Regions from separate parts of the Sus scrofa genome. Here regions 1, 2 and 3 are each linked to region 4. Evidence: chromatin contacts called from public Hi-C, HiChIP or PLAC-seq and promoter capture Hi-C data. All regions are on one chromosome and are shown on one strand. Each heading gives the region's core, a stretch centred on a gene start, on an enhancer-like site or on the middle of the called end of the contact. The rest is flanking DNA. Distances are from core to core; before and after follow the strand shown. Region 1 overlaps NISCH (nischarin). Region 2 holds the start of SMIM4 (a long non-coding RNA gene). Region 3 holds the start of SEMA3G (semaphorin-3G). Region 4 holds the start of GLYCTK (glycerate kinase).

Region 1 (4,545 bases), core at 1-2,500, 170 kb before region 4:
CCTTTTTCAAAAAGCTCCTCAGCCAGTGCTGCAGTGATGCCATTAATCTCCTGCAGAGGAAAACAAAACAAAACAAAACAAAACCCACAGTCAGGAAGTCCACCTGCTCCTAGTCACCAAGACTTGTACATTCCCTGCTATCTATCCCATCTGCTGTTGCAATGCCAGCTCTCCAGAAAGTGAAACAAAATGGAGAGAATAAAATCTACAATGATTCAAGATTCTCAGAGAGGGAAACAGTATTTCCAGTTACATGGACATTTGACATATCTCTTCAGAAGCAGAAGTGGGAGCTCCCGGCCTGGCTCAGCGGAAACGAGTATGAGTAGCATCCATGTAGATTTGATCCCTGGCCTCTTTCAGTGGGTTAAGGATCCAGCGTTGCCATGAGCTGTGGTGTAGGTCACAGACATGGCTTGGATCTGGTGTTGCTGTGGCTGTGCCTGGGGGCTACAACCCCTAGCCTGGGAACCTCCATATGCCAAAGGTGCAGCCCTAAAAAAAGGAGAAGGGAACATGGAGTTCCCTTGTGGTGTATCGGTGGGCACTGCTGTGGTGCCGGTTTGATCCCTGGCCCTTCTACATGCCACAGCACGGCAAAAAAAAAAAAAAAAAAAAGAGAGAGAGAGAGAGAGAACAAGCACCATGAGCACTTGCCAAGCCCAGGAGGAGGCTGTGGTAGAGGCAGTCCTGTTTCTTCTGGAAAAGAAGCTCCCATCAACCTGGTGGGGGAAAGGGCCGCCCCGGAGCTAACCCTCCCTGAGTGACTGACATAATATTCCTGTTTCATAGCTGTCTTAGGAAAGAGTGAGCAGCCATTCTCTTCCTGTGGTCATGCTTCCAAGCCTTGCAACAGTATGACTAGGCTGAGGGTGACCAGAAAGAGGCAAGGATGGATTTCCTTTGAGGGTGATGGGATGAAGGGGGCACAGTAAGGACAAGACTTCATTCACATGAACAGTTAACGTGCTGGAGTCTTATTTCACTCTAACGGCCAGAGTACTCCCTACAGAGGGGCTCACTCAATCCTCTCAACGCCCTAGGTGAGCAAGACATTATCTTGAATCTTGTTTCATGCACACAAACTGAAGTGGAAAGGTCCTACAATCCTCAATTTTACATGGCTAGAAACTAGCAAAGCCACACTCCCAAGCACTTGGCCTTGAAACCCCTCTCTGTACACATGCGCCTCAGTATTTCAGTGGTGTAACCATGGGGTTCTTACACCACATCCTGCAGGTAAGAACTGTAACTAGATGACAAGACGTTCGTAAACAAGTCCAGATGGAGGCTGCACAATTACCTCAGGAATCTCTCTGCCACCAGGCCACTCAATCCACATGTTTACAGGACTTGAAAGGCACCACGTTGCAAGAGACAGGGTGTCCTTTTTCTGTTTTTCTTTCTGCTGTTTGTCTCTTCCTCACCTTTTTACATAATGAATACTATTTTTTGGCCGCACCCATGACATGTGGAAGTTCCCAGACCAGGGTTCGAACCTGCTGGATCCTTTAACTGCTGCACCACCAGATATTTTAAAGGTTGTTTTTATGCTGGAAATAATCTTCTCCCTATCTGCATATGCCTTTACCTGTGTTCACAGCATTCTGACAGAGAGGTTTGTCAAGTTTACACCGTTTAATCTGTGATTCTTTTCCTTTGCGACTTCTCAATCTCTACCCCCAAGATTATAGAAACATCCCCCTAATTTCCTCTTTTAGTTATATGGACCCCCCCCAATGTGTTTATTTCTGTCATCTGCTTGAAATTCATTTTATATACAGTATGAGAATAACACCCACTTCTTCCCACAAATGAACAAAAAGCCAAAGGGAGAAAAATGAGCCAACACAGCTCCAGCATTAAGAGATTTAGGCCTTTCAGTCTGGCAAGATGCAGGGTCAAATGTAAAAGGGCCACCAGAGGGGCAAAGCAGGCTCTGCGCCGAAGAGGGCTCCAGCTAATGACAGAAGAAGCCATGAGTTCGCTGGAAATTCAACTTGTTTCCTGCAACTTAAACTCAATTACATTTTCCTTGGCTGCTTTGAAGAATTGAAGATCAGTGAGACCTTGGAATGATCCATGGTCTCATTTCTCTATCTACACTTTTGAGAACCAAGCCCTGTCTCCAAATCAGCACTTCCCCATCTTGGCTGCAGGCTGAATCGCCCGGAGAGCCTTGACAAATACAGATTCCTGAGAGGCTCCCAGGAGCTACCCATCTGCACCCACTTCAAGTCCCCAAAGGTAGCTCCTCAGCCTCTCCAACCCCATTGGTGACAATGGGGCTCCTAGAAAGTCTCACATGGACAAATGGCTCCCTGCCCACCCTTAGTACTCAACAAGTCTCACCCTCTGAGTTACACTTCTTCAGGCAGCTGGCGTCAATGCCAGCCCTGCTCAGGAGATAGAACTGGGATTTCCCCAAGACAGAAAGCTAAGAGATAGTGAGAGCCAAGGGCTCATGCTAAGCAGAACACAGGTTTTCACTTCCTGAGAAATCTAAAAAACACACAATGTAACAATTTCTTCCCCCCCCCTCTTGAGCCCCAGGAAGTGTGCCCTGCTGCAACAGTATCTACTTAGTTTCTCAGGTTGATCTTCTTCACCTTGGGAGACTGAACAAAGAAATGCCTCAGCCCCCAAATGGAGGTCCATGGTCCCTTTAGAGAAGCATTTTGTTTGCCTCCTCTGGGTGCTCTGGCTGAACTGTGGCCTTGTGTGCAAAGGTAAGCAGAGTCGGGCCTCCCTGAGCCCTCTATCAGGAGGAGACGAGCTCAGTAGGCCCCAGTCTAAGCTCCTGCAGATTCTGCCCAGAGGTTACCTGTGGGTGATGCCACACACACACTCCACCCAATCCGTGCTGAAGGGACTTAAAGTGCTTCAGGGTGCCACAGATATCTGAACTGCAATGCATTAAAACAAATAAACAACGACAAAAACCCAAAACCATTTCTTCATACTTCAGAAATCTTTTCAATTAAATAAAAACAATTAGCTATGTTTAAAAACTTCAACACCTACTCCTAACATGTCTCAGACCAGTCAGTCACCTGCCAGGATCATGTGTTGGTTTGCAGCCTTGGGCAGCGATGTGAGCTGCACACACAAACCCACCATGGACTAGTACGGCTGTTCTAATGATCTGAACAGGTCACAACCAAGTGCACCTTGCAGCACAGATGCCTGCTCAGTGAAAAACCCCAGGCTAGCCTGATACTCCTGCTTGGCACTTGCTCAAGCACAGAGTATGTATCAGTGGGACATTAACAACGTACTCCATTACACTTCACTGTGTGGTTTACACAAACACGGTAAGGGTTGGGAGTCCTTTTATGACTTTTATTTCATGCCTGTAATGAGGCATTCTAATAAAGTTAGGTGCCTAATTTGCATAACAATTCCCCATTGAGAGATTCAAGCTTAAACTTTGGCTGAAGAGAGCTCCAAGACTGAAAATAAGTTGCAATGATACCTGTTATCATTTACAGTATCTGTACTTTGCAACAAAAAGAAATGAGGGCTACAAATGCAAAGGCTGCCTTTAAGATGGTAACAATTCTTTGGTAACAGTTCTATCTCCTGATTTCAAATTTCAAAAAAAAAAAAAAAAAAGTGCCTTTGTTCTAGCTAGCTAGCTTTAAAATAAGAAAAAGATATAAATGCCACTGATGATAAGAAGTGAGTGCCTTTCCTCACTAGGACAGCCTATACTGCTAGGGATCTGGTGAGCCCCCACCATGGGCCTGCTGCTCTTCTAGGCCCTTCACCTTCACTCCTACAATCCTCAAAGGCCTGGGTCATCACCCTCCAGATCACGAGAGGAACTGGGACACAGAGAGGTTAAATGACTGCCTTTGGAATGAACTGTCAGAAAGCAGCAGGGCTGGGAGACAAACTCAGCTTTGCCTGCCTTCTGAGTCCACTATTAGACATCCTGCCCCAAAGTGATGTGCTGGAGGTCTCTATAGGCTTCTGCTTCACTGAATTTGAAAACCTCTGCTCTCAAGGTTCGGGGATAAGGTCTGTCCCTTAGGGTGCTGCAAGAGTATCAGGGCACAGCCATTCAGAGGGAGACAGCACAGCAGGACAGGGCCGAGGTGTGCCCTCTCATTGCAACCCAGGGCTGCAATGGCCCCTGAACACCCCATCTCAGTCGGCTGGGGAGAGAAGTGGTATTTTCTCCCTTGCATTAAAATCCACACTGCCCAAGAATGAAATTGGACCTCAACCTCACATCATACACAAAAATTCACTTAAAATGGATGAGAGACCTAAATATAAGAGCTAAAACTGGGAGTTCCCACTGTGGCTCATCGGTAACGAACTCAACTATGTCCGTGAGGGTGGAGGTTTGATCCTGGCTCGCTCAGTGGATTAAGGCTCCAGCATTGCCATGAGCTGTGGTGTAGGTCACAGACTCGGCTTGGATCCTGCATTTCTGTGGCTGTGGTGTAGGCCGGCAGCTGTAGTTCCAATTGGACCCCTAGCCTGGGAACCTCTATATGCTGCTGGTGTGGCCTTAAAAAGCAAAAAAGAAATAAA
Region 2 (4,426 bases), core at 1,781-4,280, 250 kb before region 4:
CCACTTACAGAAGGTCTCCTGGCCCACGCGCACTTTAATCATGATCCACTCCATCGTTCCTCCCAGGACAAAAAAGAAGGGCAGGAACCTGTAGACGCCGAGTCGCTGCTTCCCGGGTACCCGCTGCAGAACCCGCCTCACCTGGGCCCTGGAAAACATGCTGGACCGAGGCTGTGGCGGTGAGGCTGAACAGAGAACGACGGGAGCTGTCCTAGCCCCTGGACTGTAGCGCTGGAATGAAGCAGAAGCCGCCCTGACTGTCCTTGCTGACTACAGCAATCAGGTTGCCGTACGACCCCAAGCTCCTCCAGTTCCAAGGGATAAGGGAGCGGAGCAGGACAGGAGCGCCGCTCTGATCTCCAGGATCCCAAGGCCTAGGGCCGCTCCACCAATCAGAGTGCGGTGGGACGCGAAGGCCCGCCAATCAGAATGCGGCGGAGTGCGCGTGCCCGGCGAGGCCTAGCCCAGCCTGAGGGAGCAGGCGCAGATGCCTCGGCTCTGGAGGCGGGGCGTCCTAGGGGGCGGAGCCTCCCACGTGGCGTCAGCCCGCCCCGCTCCCCACCCCTGCCCGGCCTCCCGGGTGCAAGCTGGCACTCGGGGTTGGCGGCCGCGCCCCCTACACTGCCACCGCCATCTTTTTTCTTAAAAGTCCTAATATCAGTGGTAACCCTTTATGATGGACTAAACGTGTACTGCACCATGGTCTAAAATGCAATTACACAGTACCTTGCATTTATTTCGGGATCGTAACTAGTGCCTAGACTTCTAAAAGTAAAAGGAATTTGAAATGCATTGTTGAAAGTTGAACTTTATCATCATCACAATAAAAGTCTAAGTAAGCATCTTGTGACAAACAACCATAAAATTAATAAAAGCTATCCTGCATGGGGCACTTACCCGGACTTGTAGGTGTTTTTTAAGCATCATCTCTTTATCACAACAATCACACACGAGCAGAATGGTCAAAGAGCACCGCTTTGTCAAACCACATCCCTACTCCACACATATTCCCTTAGCTGGTCTGTGCCTCACTTCCCTTATCCACAAAATAGAGACCTTCCTCTGATCCTGTGGGGATTTAGAGAGATAATACAAATAAAGCACTTAACCCAATGCCTGGAGTCTATCAATTTACCTTACCTATAATATGATCATCAAGATGATGATTTTGAGTTCTAGATCTTTACATATATTCTACTAAAATTGCCCTATTTTCATCTCCCCCCCCCCAATTTCATGGCCGCCCCCAAAGCATATGGAAGTTCCCCAGCCAGGGATTGAATTCCAGCTGCAGCTGTGACAACTGTGGGATCCTTTAACACATCGTGTCAGGCTAGGCAGGGGATCTAACCTGAACCTCCCCAGCCACCAGAGCTGCTGACGATTCTTTTTTTCTTCTCTTCCCCCACCCTGCAGCCAGGGACCAGATCCCAGCCGCAGTTGCAACCTAAGCTGCGGTTGCAGCAACACCGGATCCTTAACACGCTGTGCTGGCCATGGATTAAACCTTCATCCCAGTGCTCCCAAGACATAGATCCTGTTGTGCTACAGCAGGAACTCCTCTTCATCTCCCTTTTTAGACAGGGAACTAAGAGCTCAAGCCAGATAGAAATAGAGCCCTGACACCAGAGCCTTCACTCTCTCTATGCTTGCTGAAGATGTAAGGGGCTGTCACCTCATTACCTAAAGCTAAAAAAACTGGGGCGTATCTTTGAGAAGGGAGACAATTATTAGACAATCCAAGAAAGTCAAATGAAAACTTAGAACCAATAAGAGAGTTTGGTGATGTGGCCACAAAATATACAAAAACAGGCTAAAGAGACTGCACAAGCAGGGCCCCTGGAAAGTCTAGGGTCTTCTGCTCAGCCCTCAGGCCCAAGCTCCTGCCTAGATAACATGCCTTCTTCTGGGGCCAACCTCACCCAACCACATGCACACACTCCTTCTCTTATCACTCGTTTCTCTTGGTGGCTCTGGGGGCTAGACATCGCAGAGCACTCATCTCCCACCTAGAGAAGGCTTACATATGGCCAATTCCTCACCAGGGCCTTAGGTGTGGGGGGCTCTGCCACCCACCCACAGGCCCCACCCACAGCCTTCATCCTGCACTTGCACTTGGCCCAGGGTCTGGCACACTAGGTCTTCAGCCTAGGTGCAGTGAATTTTCGAATGCACACACACCCTTAGATTCCGCGAGGCCACCGCAAGCACCCCCAGGGAAACAAGAGTGTCCATCAGGCCAGCTCTCCACGGACTAGGCCCACTGGCGCAGGGTCGGTCTTCTCAGGAACCAGGGCATAGGCTGGGATATGCGGACTGAGAAAATTGATCTGAGTGGAAGAAACGCAGGTGGAGAGTGGTTCCCAGCAGCAAAGAGGAATTTGATTGGGAAGTCTGGTAATATTGCTAGAAGAGCAAGAAGTGTCCTGCTCGGGGAACCAAAGAGTGGAGCAGGTTGGTGGGGCGACTTGCTGATGTAGGAACCAGGCAGGGCAGTGACCCCTGGCCAACGGTCTCTGCTCCTAGTTAAAAGGGGTCATCTGTGTAACGCACAGGAGGGAGAGAGATGGAGCTGCTTTAGCGGATGTTGGCTGCACTATGGGTCCCAAGGTCTCACCCAGCGTGGGGCTGGTACTGGGAAGCGCGCGAGAGGGGCTCTTTATCCACTAGATAAATGAGTGAAACGGACCGGCCTCTGGTCCGCGGGCAGAGTCAGTCATTGGCAGGAGGCTGGGAACAGGACCTCTACTGCAGGACTGGGGGGAGGGGGGGAAATCTAAGGTCAGGAGGACAGGAGGTGGGGGAAGGGGCAGAGGGACCTGGGAGCCGAGGAGGAAAAAGAAGACCAGGGACCAGGGTGGACTCGCCGCTCTCCGGCATTCTCCTCTCTGAGCCCAGGTCGTCCGGAGACTCGCGGGGCCTCCCGGGAGAGCAGAAGAAGCTGCCATCGCTGTAGTAGATACCGAAGCGGGGGGCGGGGGGGCCTCTGAGTCCTCCTCCGCCGCGCCGGGGACTGGGGGAGGGGGCGGGGGAGCCCGCCCCGCCCTGCCCAGGACCTCCCGCCCCCTGGGCCGAGGGGCGCACCCATTGGCCGCCGGGCTCTGGGCGCCGCGCCCATTGGCCCGCTGCTGTGAGAAGCACGCGGCCACCGTGGCGGGCGCGCAGTCAGACGGCGGTGGACTGGACGGAGCGCCGAGGGCTGTGCGGGCGGCGCGCAGCGGGCATGGCGGGTGCGGGCTTGCGGGCGGCTGCTCGGCGCTACCTGCCGCGCCGAGACCACGGCGGGCCGCGAGCCGCCTCGTCCTCGCCCTCCTGCCCTGGCTGCGGCCCCCCGGGTCCCGGCGTCCACTGCCCGGGCGTCCCGCGCTCCACGCCCTCCCCGGCGCCCGCGGGCGCTGCCGAACCTAGTGCGCACCTGTGGGCTCGATACCAGGACATGCGAAGACTGGTGCACGGTGAGTGAGCCGAAGCGGGACGAGCTTCGGGGGTGTAGCCCGAGGGACGGCACATCGCGCGCCGGGAGGACGGACAAACAGATCGAGCGCCTGGGCGCCGCTCCTCGGGTGAAGCGCCCTGGTAGGGCTCGCCAGGGCCACGGAGCTTCAAGGCCAGGCAGCTCTTCTGGAGGAACCGCGGCGGGTGGTCCTGGGGGCCTCCGGGGACGCCCCGACGACTTGAAGCGGGCGGGCGCGAGGTTCCTCACGACGCCGGGTCGGCAGGAGCTCGGGGTTCTCCTAGCAGCCGCCGGAAGGCGAGGCCCCGTGGTTTTTCCTCAGGGTCCCGCCTGCTGGGAGACGGCTGCGGAAACGCCCCCAACCTCTTGTTCTCTTCGGGGCCCTTAGTTGGGGCGGGAGTACCGCAGACAAAGCCAGCCAGCCGACCGGCGGCGCTGGCCAGAGCGGGCTCCTGGCAACTCCAGACCTAAGGGTGGCGACTAGGCTCTTCGGACCCTCTGGAATCCAGCGGTCTTAGCCCAGGAAGGGAAGGTGTTGTTTGGAGAAAGACATCAAGTCGCCCCAGTCCCCTGGAATACAGAGAGGTTGCTGCTTCCTTGACCAGGGCGCTTACTCCTCTGTCCTCTCTCCCTCAGCGAACCAGGCAGATGAGGCCCCAGGGCACCCTGGTGAGGCCAGAGGGCTGAAAGGGCTGAATATTTGCCCTGGACTCGGGGGCCCTGTCTGCAGCAGACAGATGTCCTCGGGTCTTGGTCCTATCACTGACCAGCTGGGTGGCGCTCTGCAAGCCTCGTTTCTCTCATACCCTCAGCGTCATACCCTCAGTGTCCTAGGGCCCATGTTACAGAGCTGTGGTGATGACTTGGAAAGAGTCAGACCAAGAAGGAAGAGGGGAACTTCCAGAGGAGCCCCTCAGGGGTGACGTGGCTTTCATTGGCTAATGAGACAGAGTAGTGGTATCTGGAAGATTC
Region 3 (4,758 bases), core at 69-2,568, 150 kb before region 4:
TGGGGACCAGGAGACAGGGTTCAAATCCCTGGGTCTTCCTCATGTTAACTCAAAGGGCTGATCCACTTCCCTTTTAGGAATGAGATAGGAAGGGAGGTGGGGGTCCCAGGACCCTCCGGAGCCTAAGAAGCAAAAGAGAGACCCAGAATGGGGCAGGACTGAGCAGGACCTGTTCTCAGGCTGCTATGTGGCCTGGTCCACATCCTTCACTCTCTGCTGCCCCATTTCCTAATCATTATTATCATTTGAGGGCTCAGCCTGGCCCATCTGGGAGGCCTAACTTGCAGGAGTTTCCAGAATCCTGGGAACACCGATTTCAATATCTCAAGGTTGAAATCTTAGCACCCAGGGCTACTGGGGCCTGCATGTAGGAGTCTGGAATGGGGTAGAGTGGCACCTGTGGAGGGTGGAAATAGGGCCAGTTTTGGTGGGGTGGGGGAGCGGTCTCCTCACTTGCCTTTATTCAGCCCTTTAGCCTCATCCCCCCTTGTCCCCCTTCTATGACTCTCCTGTTCCTTTGTTCAGAGCTCAGAGCAGAGGGAGTAGGGGTATGAGCACCTTCCCTCCACCATCACTCTGGAGGAATCATAGGGGTAGGGTCTATGGGCAGAAGGGGATTCTGGGAAGAACCCACCTCTTACCTGGTGACACCCTGGGCCCTGAGGCTCCGGGAGGACTGGAGGGCTGAGGGAAGCAGGGCAATGGGGGCCTCCCTTGTATGGGGTAAAACCTGTCCCCTGCCCCAGCCTGGAGGCCAGAAAGGAACAGGTCTGGTAGAGAAGTCTGAGCATTCATCTCTTGCCAATTTCACATCTGTGAAGTGTGGCCAGGCCTCAAGCCCCCATCCAAAATGCAGAGCCCCTTGGGCTGGAATGACTTCCCCAAGGCAACTTGGGCCCTACCAGGGGAGTTGCGAAGCCAGGCCAAGACTTCAGAGGGCTGGACCCTTGGGACCTAGGCCCAGAATCAGTTTGCGGGGGGGCTCTATCATGAGTACTGGAGGGGCAAGGAGCAAAGGAGAGCCCAGCTAGAGCCCCATCCAGCCCATCAACCTCTGATCTCTAATCTTTCTTCCAGGCTATTTCCTCCCTCAACAGTTTGCAAGAGCTTGGGGTCTTGCGTTTGTAGACATTTCTGCATAAACCACCCACACCCCAGCTGGGAAAGAGTCTCCCCAGTGAGGAACCAGCCATTCTGACACAGGCATCATAGGGCGAGGAGGAGAGAAGCTGCAGGTGGACAGCGGCGGGGCTCCTGCCCCCTCCCTCTTCCTCTCCGCCTTCCCTGCCTGGGACTGGGTGGAGCCGCCGCCTTATAAGTGGCAGGCCTGGCGGCAACAGAGCAAACTACAACCAGCGGCAGGACCGAGGGCAGCTCTCCAAGTAGCGTGGTGCCCCTGGTTCCCCGCATGGCCCCCTCAGCCTGGGCCATCTGCTGCCTCCTGGGGGGCCTCCTGCTCCACGGAGGCAGTCCCAGCCCTGGCCCCAGCGTGCCCCGCCTGCGGCTCTCCTACCGAGGTAGGGTAGTGTGTACCCTGTGTGTGTGCGCGCGCGTCTTGCGGGGGGGGGGGGCGGGGGGGGACCTGCACCCTGGGAGACTCCAGCCATGGGGCCCCCGGCAGCCCCAAGCAGTCTGTTCTGCCAGCCAAAGGGATACGGTCACTCCCCGCACAGCCCTTGGGAAGGACTTTAATCATTCCCCACGGGCGGTGTGGTGCTCCCAGCTGGCCGCCAGAGGCAGGAGCCAGGGAGGAAGGCAGGGGAAAGGGGACAGGTCCTGGAAGAGGGGCCAGGGTGAAGACAGGAGAGAGACGCCCAGGCGGAAAACCTGAGGGGGCAACTGAGACAAGAAGTGAGACCTCAGTAGAGATGGGGAGGGGGCAGAGGGGGCAGGTCTGGAGGCTCTGTTTGCAAGCAGCCGTGCTTCTTGCCCAGGGCAGACAGTGGGAGAGAGAGAGGCATCCTGTCCCTCTGTCTGCCCTACAGTGGGGTCTCTCACCCTATCTCCACAGCCTCAGTCCCCTCCTGCCTCTAGCAGCCCACTTTGCAACGCTGGCCGTTCCTCCTCCCCTCCATCCAAGAGGCTCTTCAAAGCCTACCTTCTTTGCCCATCCTGGCCCAGGAGGTTCCTCTGCAGATCTAACCTGATCCGCTGTGCTGCAGCTGGCACAGGCCTTCTCTGATTCCGTGGAAATGGTCCCTGAGACACAAGCTCTCCACAGATATTTCTTGGGGAAACCAGAGGGGTGACCACCTTCCCCGGGAACCCTTGTCTAAGGTGGGGAGACCCAGGCCTGCTCTGGAGGGTTTGAGTGGGGAGACATGGCTCTGCTCCAGAGAGTTCGAAGGGATTTGGGGAAGGGAGATGTGGACTACCCTGTGACTGGGGGTGGGGGTAGTCAGACTACAAGAAAAGGCCCAAATAGGGCCAATCCCCCTACAAAGTACTTTCAGCCATGGAGGTCTTCCTAGAAGAGGCTGTTAATGAATTGGGGAATAGAGTGGGTGCTGGGACAAGGATGACCTTCCCCAGATTGGCCATCACCCCTTCCCACCACCTCCTGCTGCCTGCCCTTGTACACCCAACTACCTAGCTGGACCCCAAGGACCTATTTCAGGATCCCTACCTCCTGGGATCATCATCTCCAGACAGCCACCCTAATCCCCAGGGGCTGGGTGGGCAGCATCTATGGAGGAGAAAACCCTCTTTATCCACTTCCATGGCCTGGAGCTTAGAGATCCACCCAGGCCTTAGCCACATGTTCCCTGCTGGGAACGCTCTCCCCTGCCTGTCTGCCTGTCCCACTGAGTCAGTCTCGCACGCTGCTCAGACCACCCACTCTTCCTCCAGGCTCTCCCAGCACTTCATCCAGCTTGCTGCCATAAGTGCCGCCCATGGAGTCATCTTCCTTGGGGACTGGGTTGGGCACAGATGGGCAAGTAGGAAGGAGACGTTAACTGAAGACCAGAGGGTCAAGGAGTGGAGGGGGAGGGGGCAGGCCCCTGGGTGGGCTGGGCTGGGTGGGAGGCTCAGAGGCCCCCTCTCCCACCCACCCCCAGGAGTCATTTCCCAGAAGCTCTCCAGCAGTCCTGTGGATGCAAACTTTTTCCAGATGTGAGTGTGTGTGGAGGGTGACTGCGCAGCTGGGACCCTTCACCTCCACACATTGGCTGGAGAATGGGCTGAGCAGTAAGCCCTGATCCCCTCCTCACCCCCTCCTAGACCTCCTTTCTGTCAACCGCTCTGCCATCTTTCTGGGTCCTCGGGGCTCCCTGGACCTTCGGGCCCTGTACTTGGATGAGTACCGGGACCGCCTGTTTCTGGGCGGCCGAGATGCCATCTACTCTCTGCGGCTGGACCAGGCATGGCCAGATGCCCGGGAGGTGAGCTGGGCTGAAGGGGAAGTGGGTCTAAGGGCTGGGCAACTCTGGATGGGAGGCCAGCTGGGGAAACTGAGGCTGTGAGGTCAGTGGTCAGCCAGGCTGTGTTTCAGGTCCTGTGGCCACCGCAGCCAGGACAGAGGGAGGAGTGTGTTCACAAGGGAAGAGATCCTCTGGTGAGTGCTGTCGAGTGACTGCCCCCACCCTAACCTAATGCCCAGGCCCTGAGTCCCAGGAGAGCTTGGGGATGCTCCCTAGGTGCCTGTGCTGGGGACACTTGGAGCAGATCTTGAAGACTCTTGAAGGTCTTGAAGAATGTGCCCCCACACTCGGTCCATCTCCTCCCCTCCCCTCCCCCCTCAGGTGGAGTGCGCCAACTTTGTGCGGGTGCTGCAGCCCCACAACCGGACCCACCTGTTGGCCTGCGGCACTGGTGCCTTCCAACCCACTTGCGCTCTCATTGCCGTTGGGCATCGTGGGGAGGTGAGCCAGATGGCCCCACAAGGGATTGGGAAGCAGTGACATTTCCTCCCTGCTGCCTGAACATTCCCCATTGAGCCTGGGTCAGGACAGAGGGGCCAGACCCTGAAAGGCGCCTTTGTGGTGGAGCTGACCTGCTGGCAAGGCTCTGAATGAGGGCGCCTTCTGCTCACCCCCACTCTCCAGCTGCACGCGATGGCTATTCCTTAGGAGGAGGGCTGGTGCCCCTGTCCTAGGTGACACCTCTCCCTCCCATCCTCCCTCCCTTTCCCAGCATGTGCTCCATCTTGAGCCCTACAGTGTAGAAAGTGGGCGGGGGAGGTGCCCACACGAGCCCAGCCGTCCCTTCGCCAGCACCTTTGTAGGTGAGTGATGCCCAGGCCAAGGCAGATGTGGCAAGGGTGGGAGCTGGCTCATGTCATCGGGAAGGGGGGGACCCAGGTCCAGGGCCTGGCCTTACTCTCCTGACTGTGCCCCCAACCCTCACCCCAGGTGGGGAGCTATACACGGGCCTCAATGCTGACTTCCTGGGGCGAGAGGCCATGATCTTCCGGAGTGGGGGTCCCCGGCCAGCCTTGCGTTCTGACTCTGACCAGAACCTTCTGCATGGTGAGCCCAGGGGTCTGCCCCGGGAACTGGCAGTGAGGCGGAGGAACTGACTCTGGAGCAGAGACCAGAAGGGTGGCCCATCCCCACTCCTCTGCCTGGGACTTCAGCCTCCAATGGGGTCCCTGTGCCCCTTCCCCTCCTCATTGGTTCACCCCCACCAAACCCCCCTTCCCTTCTGTTTGAGGGCCCTGCACCAGCTTCATCCTCTCACCTTCTAGATCCCCGGTTTGTGATGGCCGCCCGGATCCCTGACAACTCCGACCAGGACGATGACAAGGTGTACTTCTTC
Region 4 (4,899 bases), core at 2,145-4,644:
GCGGCCTGATGGCGCACCAGTCTTCAGAGCCCAGGCCTGCCACCCAACCATGTCCTCCTCTTCGGCAGGTCACACGCCAGCCCTCTGGACACTGCCCCAAGTCCAAAGGTCCTGTTGGCTGAGCCCTCCTCCAGATCGCGCTGAGAGTTAATCATTCACAGGGGGAACAATTACTAACAGTGGGCTCCTGAGGCACCCCTTTTCCACCTCCTGCACTTCTGAGCCTCACCCAGGGCAATGCCCCTTTCTGGTACTCCTTCCTTGCCTCTTTACCACTTCTGTGGCTATAAGGCTGCTGGCTGTCCCACTAACTGACCTCAAGCCCAGTGACCTCCAGCCTGCTCTATTTCATTAGCTCATAGCCCTGGGATGGGGAGCCTGGTAAGGCTAGATCTGTATAAGGAGGCTGTAGGTTTGCCAGGACACTGATAGGCATGCCTAGAATGCATCCACAGGGCAACAGGCAGGCCCAGAGGCACATAGACTGAAGAATTCTAGCACTCGGGGTCAATCCTTCAAGAGGTTCAGGTTCAAAACAGCAGTCGCAGCAAAGTCTGGCTCATAGTAAAACCTTGAAGAAGTCTTGAGACACCACATGGCCACAGGTACCATGGGGCCCAATCTGTTGGACAGAAAAGGATGCCCTTCCACCTACATGGTCAGACCCACCCCTGCTGAACACATGACTTTTGGCTCTGACATAACATAACCAGTCTTGGGTCACACCACCCACAGAGGTGAGAGCCGTGTGGCTGGAGCAGGCAAAGGCCAAGCTCCCACAGCTGAGGCCAAGTAGTCATTTTCCCCACTGGGCACAGTAAAGGCTAAAGAAGTCTTGAGGTGAAGGTCAAGAGGCCGCAGAGGAGTTTAGGGACAATAAAGTCCCAAAGAGCTCACCTCGAAAAAGGCATTACTGGAATGTGCATTGTGGCTCAGCAGTTTAAGAACCCAACATAGTGTCGTGATGATGATGGTTAGATCCCTGGCTTCACTCAGTGGGCTAAGTATCCAGCATTGCTGCAAACTGTGTTGTAGGTCGCAGATGTGGCTTGGATCTGGTGTTGCTATGGCTGTGGTGTAGGCCTGCAGCTGCAGCTCCAATTTGACCTCTAGCCCAGAAACTTCCATATGCCGCAGGTGTGGCTGTGACAAAGGAAAAAGATATTATTGGAGTTCCAGCTGTGATGCAGCAGGTTAAGGATCCTGTGTTGACAGAGGCATAGGTCACAGCTGCAGCTCAGATTCCATCTTGCCTGGGAATTTCCATATGCTACAAGTACAACAGAAAAAGAAAAAAAAAAGGCATTACTTTAATAAATGCCCACCATAAATGCTGACAGCTGACTGCAGCAGCAAGTGTGGACAGAGCAAGAGAAAGGGGCTGGGAATCAGGCTCCAGATCCACCACAAGGACAGCTCGATTTCTCTCATGGGGCCTCATGTGTAAAAAGAAAAGTGGAATGAGATTAAGACTAATAGTCTCCCCTGCACATCTCTGGACTCTCTGAAGCTGTCCACTGTTAACAATGGAACCCAAACATCATCTTATCCCACACTCAAAACACCCGGCAGGAGTTCCCATCATGGCTCAGGAGAAACGAATCTGACACTAGCATCCATGCAGACACAGGTTCGATCCGTGGCCTTGCTCAGTGGGTTAAGGATCCGGCGTTGCTGTGAACTGTGGTGTAAGTCACAGACACAGCTTGGATGTGGCATTGCTGTGGCTGTGGCAGACAGCTACAGCTCTGATTTGACCCCTAGCCTGGGAACCTGAACTTCAGGTGCAGCCCTAAAAAGACAAAAACAAAAAATAAAAAACAACCTGTCAGAAGTTCCTGCCCTGAAGCCCTGCATCCTCATGGTTACAGCAGGGGTTTGTTAACACCGAGCCACCATGAGCACTCCTTTTTTTTTTTTTTTTTTTTTTTTTTTTTTGCCACGACTACAGCATGAGGAAATTCCTGGGCCAGAGATGGAATCCACGCCACAGCCACAACTAGAGCCCCTGCAAGTGGCAACGCCTGGATCCTTAACCTGCTGAATCTGACTGCAGCAGCTCTGGTTGCTCATACAGGCAGGTTCGATCCTGGCCTGGTGCAGTAAAGGATCCTGCATCGCCACAGCTGCAGCATATTCAATCTATGGCCAGGGAAGGAGGGAGGGGAGGGAGGAAGGAAAAAACAAAAAGCAAAAAAACCTGGCAACTTCTAGCCTTCAGCCATTTAGTCTACATGAAACTCAGCTTTCCCGGAAGAGAACCAAGCATGCCCCAGATCAGCTGTGAAAGGCAACACAAAGGGATCCAAAATGGGCTCAGCTGTGGCCTAGGACCTCTGGGGCTGGGCCATTAGAATTAGAGGTAAAAGCCCTTTGGCATGTAGCAATAGTTGATTTTTCAGCCTGGGTGAACTTTGTACCAGTTTCTCTGATGGATAGGGGCCTAGAGGATCCCAGCCCAGGGCAGGGGGCGCCCAAGACTAAGGTAGCCAGATAAAGTACAAGTCACTCAGTTAAATTTGAATTTCAGATAAACAAGTAGTTTGTTAAATGTAAGAACCTCCATACCATGTTGGGGACATACCTATACTAAAAAAATTTTATTATTATTATTTGTCTTTTTAGGGCCCCACCCACCGCGTACTGAAGTTCCCAGGCGAGAGATCCAATCGGAGCTGTAACTGCCACCCTACACCAATTGTCACAGCAATGCCAAATTCTCCGAGCTGCGTCTGCAATCTTTGCCACAGCTCCCAGCAACTCGGGATCCTTAATCCACTGAGTGAGGCCAGGGATCCAACCTGCGTCCTCAGGGATACTAGCTTAGCCACCACCGGAACTCCTTTTTTTTTTTTTTTGGCCGCAACAGGAGCATGTGAAAATTCCCGGGCCAAGGGTGGAACCCACGCCACAGCAGCGACTAGAGCCGCTGCAAGGGGCAACGCCCAGATCCTTAACCCGCTGAGCCACAAAGGAACCCTTAAAAACTTATCTGTTGTTCACCTGAAATTCGAATTTAATTACACGCCCTGCCTTTTTATTTGCAAAACCCAGCAACTCAACTCGTGACAACGCCTCTCCTAAAACCCCCAGCGATCCTGCGCAAAACCCGGAAATACTGAGCAGACCCGCCTCGAGTCCTCCCCCCACCAAGCGGGGCTGGAGCCCTTTCCTCCTTCGCCTGTCCGCCCAGCCCCGGAAATGACGTTACCCTGGGGCCGAGGCCTCAGGCCAACACGAAGGAAATGGCTGCCGCGTAACGTCCAGTAGTGACCCGAGAAATAAAGGGCAGCAACCGCCGTCACCAAGCCCAAGGTACCCGGTGGCCCTGGCGGTGCGGACTTTACTGCCCCACAGCTCCAGGCCGCGGATCCCACCTTTCGTGACCGGAAGTCCCCCAAGGGGGCGGGGCGGAATCCGGAACTTTTAGTGCGTGGGGCGGGGCTGGGACTTCTAGGGAGAGCTGCTGGAGGATCCGGACTGGCATCTTGGATCGGGGTTTTGGCTCATCATTGACCGACTACATCCCCGGCTGAAGGCACTTTCAGGGTTCAGTGTCTTCATCTCCACAGTGGAATAATAATCCCCGCTTCACCGACTGCTGTAATCCGTCCCCCTCCTTTATTCTGTATTATCCCATCAGTCTCAAATCATTCCGACCTACTGTTAGGTGCCAGGCACTGGACTAATCAAGCGGGAGGAAAAATCACTCTACACAACCCATCCACTCTGGCGCCATATTAAGTCATCCTTTCCCCTCACCGCTGTTATTCCACAATTCTCCGGTTACCCTTTCTCCCTTGGGCGACCAAATCACAGCTCCAACTCAGCAAGAGAGTTCTGCTTCGTGGTTCTCGAACACACAGGCAGTGTGTAAACACGAAAGATCTTAGGCCTCCCACGGAGTCCCCGCTCTCACCCTGAGCCTGGCTTGTTACCTTCCCTTATACAAAAAGACAATTCCTGGAGTTCCCCTAGTGGCTCAGCTATAGCTAACGGACTAGTATCAACGAGGACGCAGGTTCCATCCCCGGCCTCACTCCGTGGGTTAAAGATCCCGCTTTGCTGTGGCTGTGGCATAGGCCCACCGCTACAGCTCCAATTCAACCCCTAGCCTGGGAACCTCCATATGCCCCGGTGTGGACCTTAAAAAAAAAAAAAAAAAAAAAAAGGTGCAGAAGGGTACATTGTTGTTACTAATGTTTTCTTCGGGAGAAATGCTTTTATTCATTCCTCCAACACTCAAGAGACGTTTCCTGAGTGCCTTCTAGGTGGACCAAACGCTCTGTCTAGCTGCTGGGATGAGTAAGAAGTGGTACTCTTAGTTGAGAAATTTCTGCTTTTGTAATTACATTCCGACAGTGCTGGGGGCCAGAAGAGGGGGTGTAAATTTGAGCATCCTCTCATTATTTAGTCCCAGACTCTCATAAACAGACACCATTTACTGTGCCAGCGCTGTTATATCAGACTGTTAGCAGGAGATATATTATCTTTTTCTTTTTAGTCTTTTTGCCATTTCTTGGGCCGCTCCCGTGGCACATGGAGGCTCCCAGGCTAGGGGTCGAATTGGAGCTGTAGCCACCAGCCTATGCAAGAGCCACAGCAACAATGGGGATCCAAGCCTCGTCTGTGACCTACACCACAGCTCACAGCAACGCCGGATCCTCAAACCACTGAGCAAGGCCAGGGATCAAACCCGCAACCTCATGGTTGCTAGTCGGATTCATCAACCACTGCAGCACAAAGGGAACTCCTATATCCATTTTTTTAATCCCCATCCCACCCTACAGCTACTCACAAGATGCATTTAAAGATAAGGTTTTGTTATACAGTAAAAGAACAGAGACCATTCCAACAGAGAAAAAAAGCCAAATTAGGAGTCTTTATTACTGGCCAGGG

Evidence for each region. Promoter capture Hi-C pulls out the DNA fragments that hold promoters and counts their contacts. Hi-C and Micro-C count contacts between places; a contact is called where the count stands out from the background. HiChIP or PLAC-seq counts read pairs in DNA pulled down with a chosen protein or histone mark.
Region 1: an H3K27ac HiChIP or PLAC-seq map of alveolar macrophages shows a contact between it and region 4. The contact joins the enhancer-like site here to the promoter of GLYCTK in region 4. A contact is called at or near these places in 1 of 5 promoter capture datasets (liver), 5 of 47 Hi-C or Micro-C datasets (blood, fetal skeletal muscle, liver and 1 more) and 2 of 2 datasets of contacts at active chromatin or transcription factors (alveolar macrophages and skeletal muscle).
Region 2: a Hi-C map of skeletal muscle shows a contact between it and region 4, with 3 times the contacts expected there. The contact joins the promoter of SMIM4 here to the promoter of GLYCTK in region 4. A contact is called at or near these places in 1 of 5 promoter capture datasets (liver), 2 of 47 Hi-C or Micro-C datasets (liver and skeletal muscle) and 1 of 2 datasets of contacts at active chromatin or transcription factors (alveolar macrophages).
Region 3: a promoter capture Hi-C map of fetal liver shows a contact between it and region 4, with 2.7 times the contacts expected there. The contact joins the promoter of SEMA3G here to the promoter of GLYCTK in region 4. A contact is called at or near these places in 3 of 5 promoter capture datasets (fetal liver, fetal skeletal muscle and liver), 18 of 47 Hi-C or Micro-C datasets (alveolar macrophages, blood, brain and 12 more) and 2 of 2 datasets of contacts at active chromatin or transcription factors (alveolar macrophages and skeletal muscle).

The regions. Positions count from the first base shown.
Region 1 is chr13:34,603,211-34,607,755 of Sscrofa11.1, reverse strand. NISCH (nischarin) reads right to left here. Exons shown (of 21, transcript XM_001925354.5): 4 at 2-50. Among named protein-coding and RNA genes, the nearest start is that of NISCH, 9.7 kb to the right of the region's middle. Within about 2 kb of position 1,250, at least 3 of the 83 cell types and tissues checked have an H3K27ac peak or open chromatin away from gene starts, as enhancers often do. A contact at or near this core is called in alveolar macrophages, where this site is marked.
Region 2 is chr13:34,678,227-34,682,652 of Sscrofa11.1, reverse strand. It overlaps SMIM4 (a long non-coding RNA gene), which reads right to left and starts at 3,030. Exons shown (of 3, transcript XR_002337556.1): 1 at 2,820-3,030; 2 at 9-2,330. NT5DC2 (5'-nucleotidase domain-containing protein 2) reads left to right here and starts at 3,123. Exons shown (of 14, transcript XM_021068900.1): 1 at 3,123-3,455. The coding sequence starts at 3,224.
Region 3 is chr13:34,582,246-34,587,003 of Sscrofa11.1, reverse strand. SEMA3G (semaphorin-3G) reads left to right here and starts at 1,318. Exons shown (of 16, transcript XM_001928251.4): 1 at 1,318-1,517; 2 at 3,223-3,383; 3 at 3,494-3,556; 4 at 3,744-3,863; 5 at 4,135-4,225; 6 at 4,353-4,469; 7 at 4,688-4,758. The coding sequence starts at 1,409.
Region 4 is chr13:34,431,898-34,436,796 of Sscrofa11.1, reverse strand. It overlaps GLYCTK (glycerate kinase), which reads right to left and starts at 3,394. Exons shown (of 5, transcript XM_005669627.2): 1 at 3,212-3,394.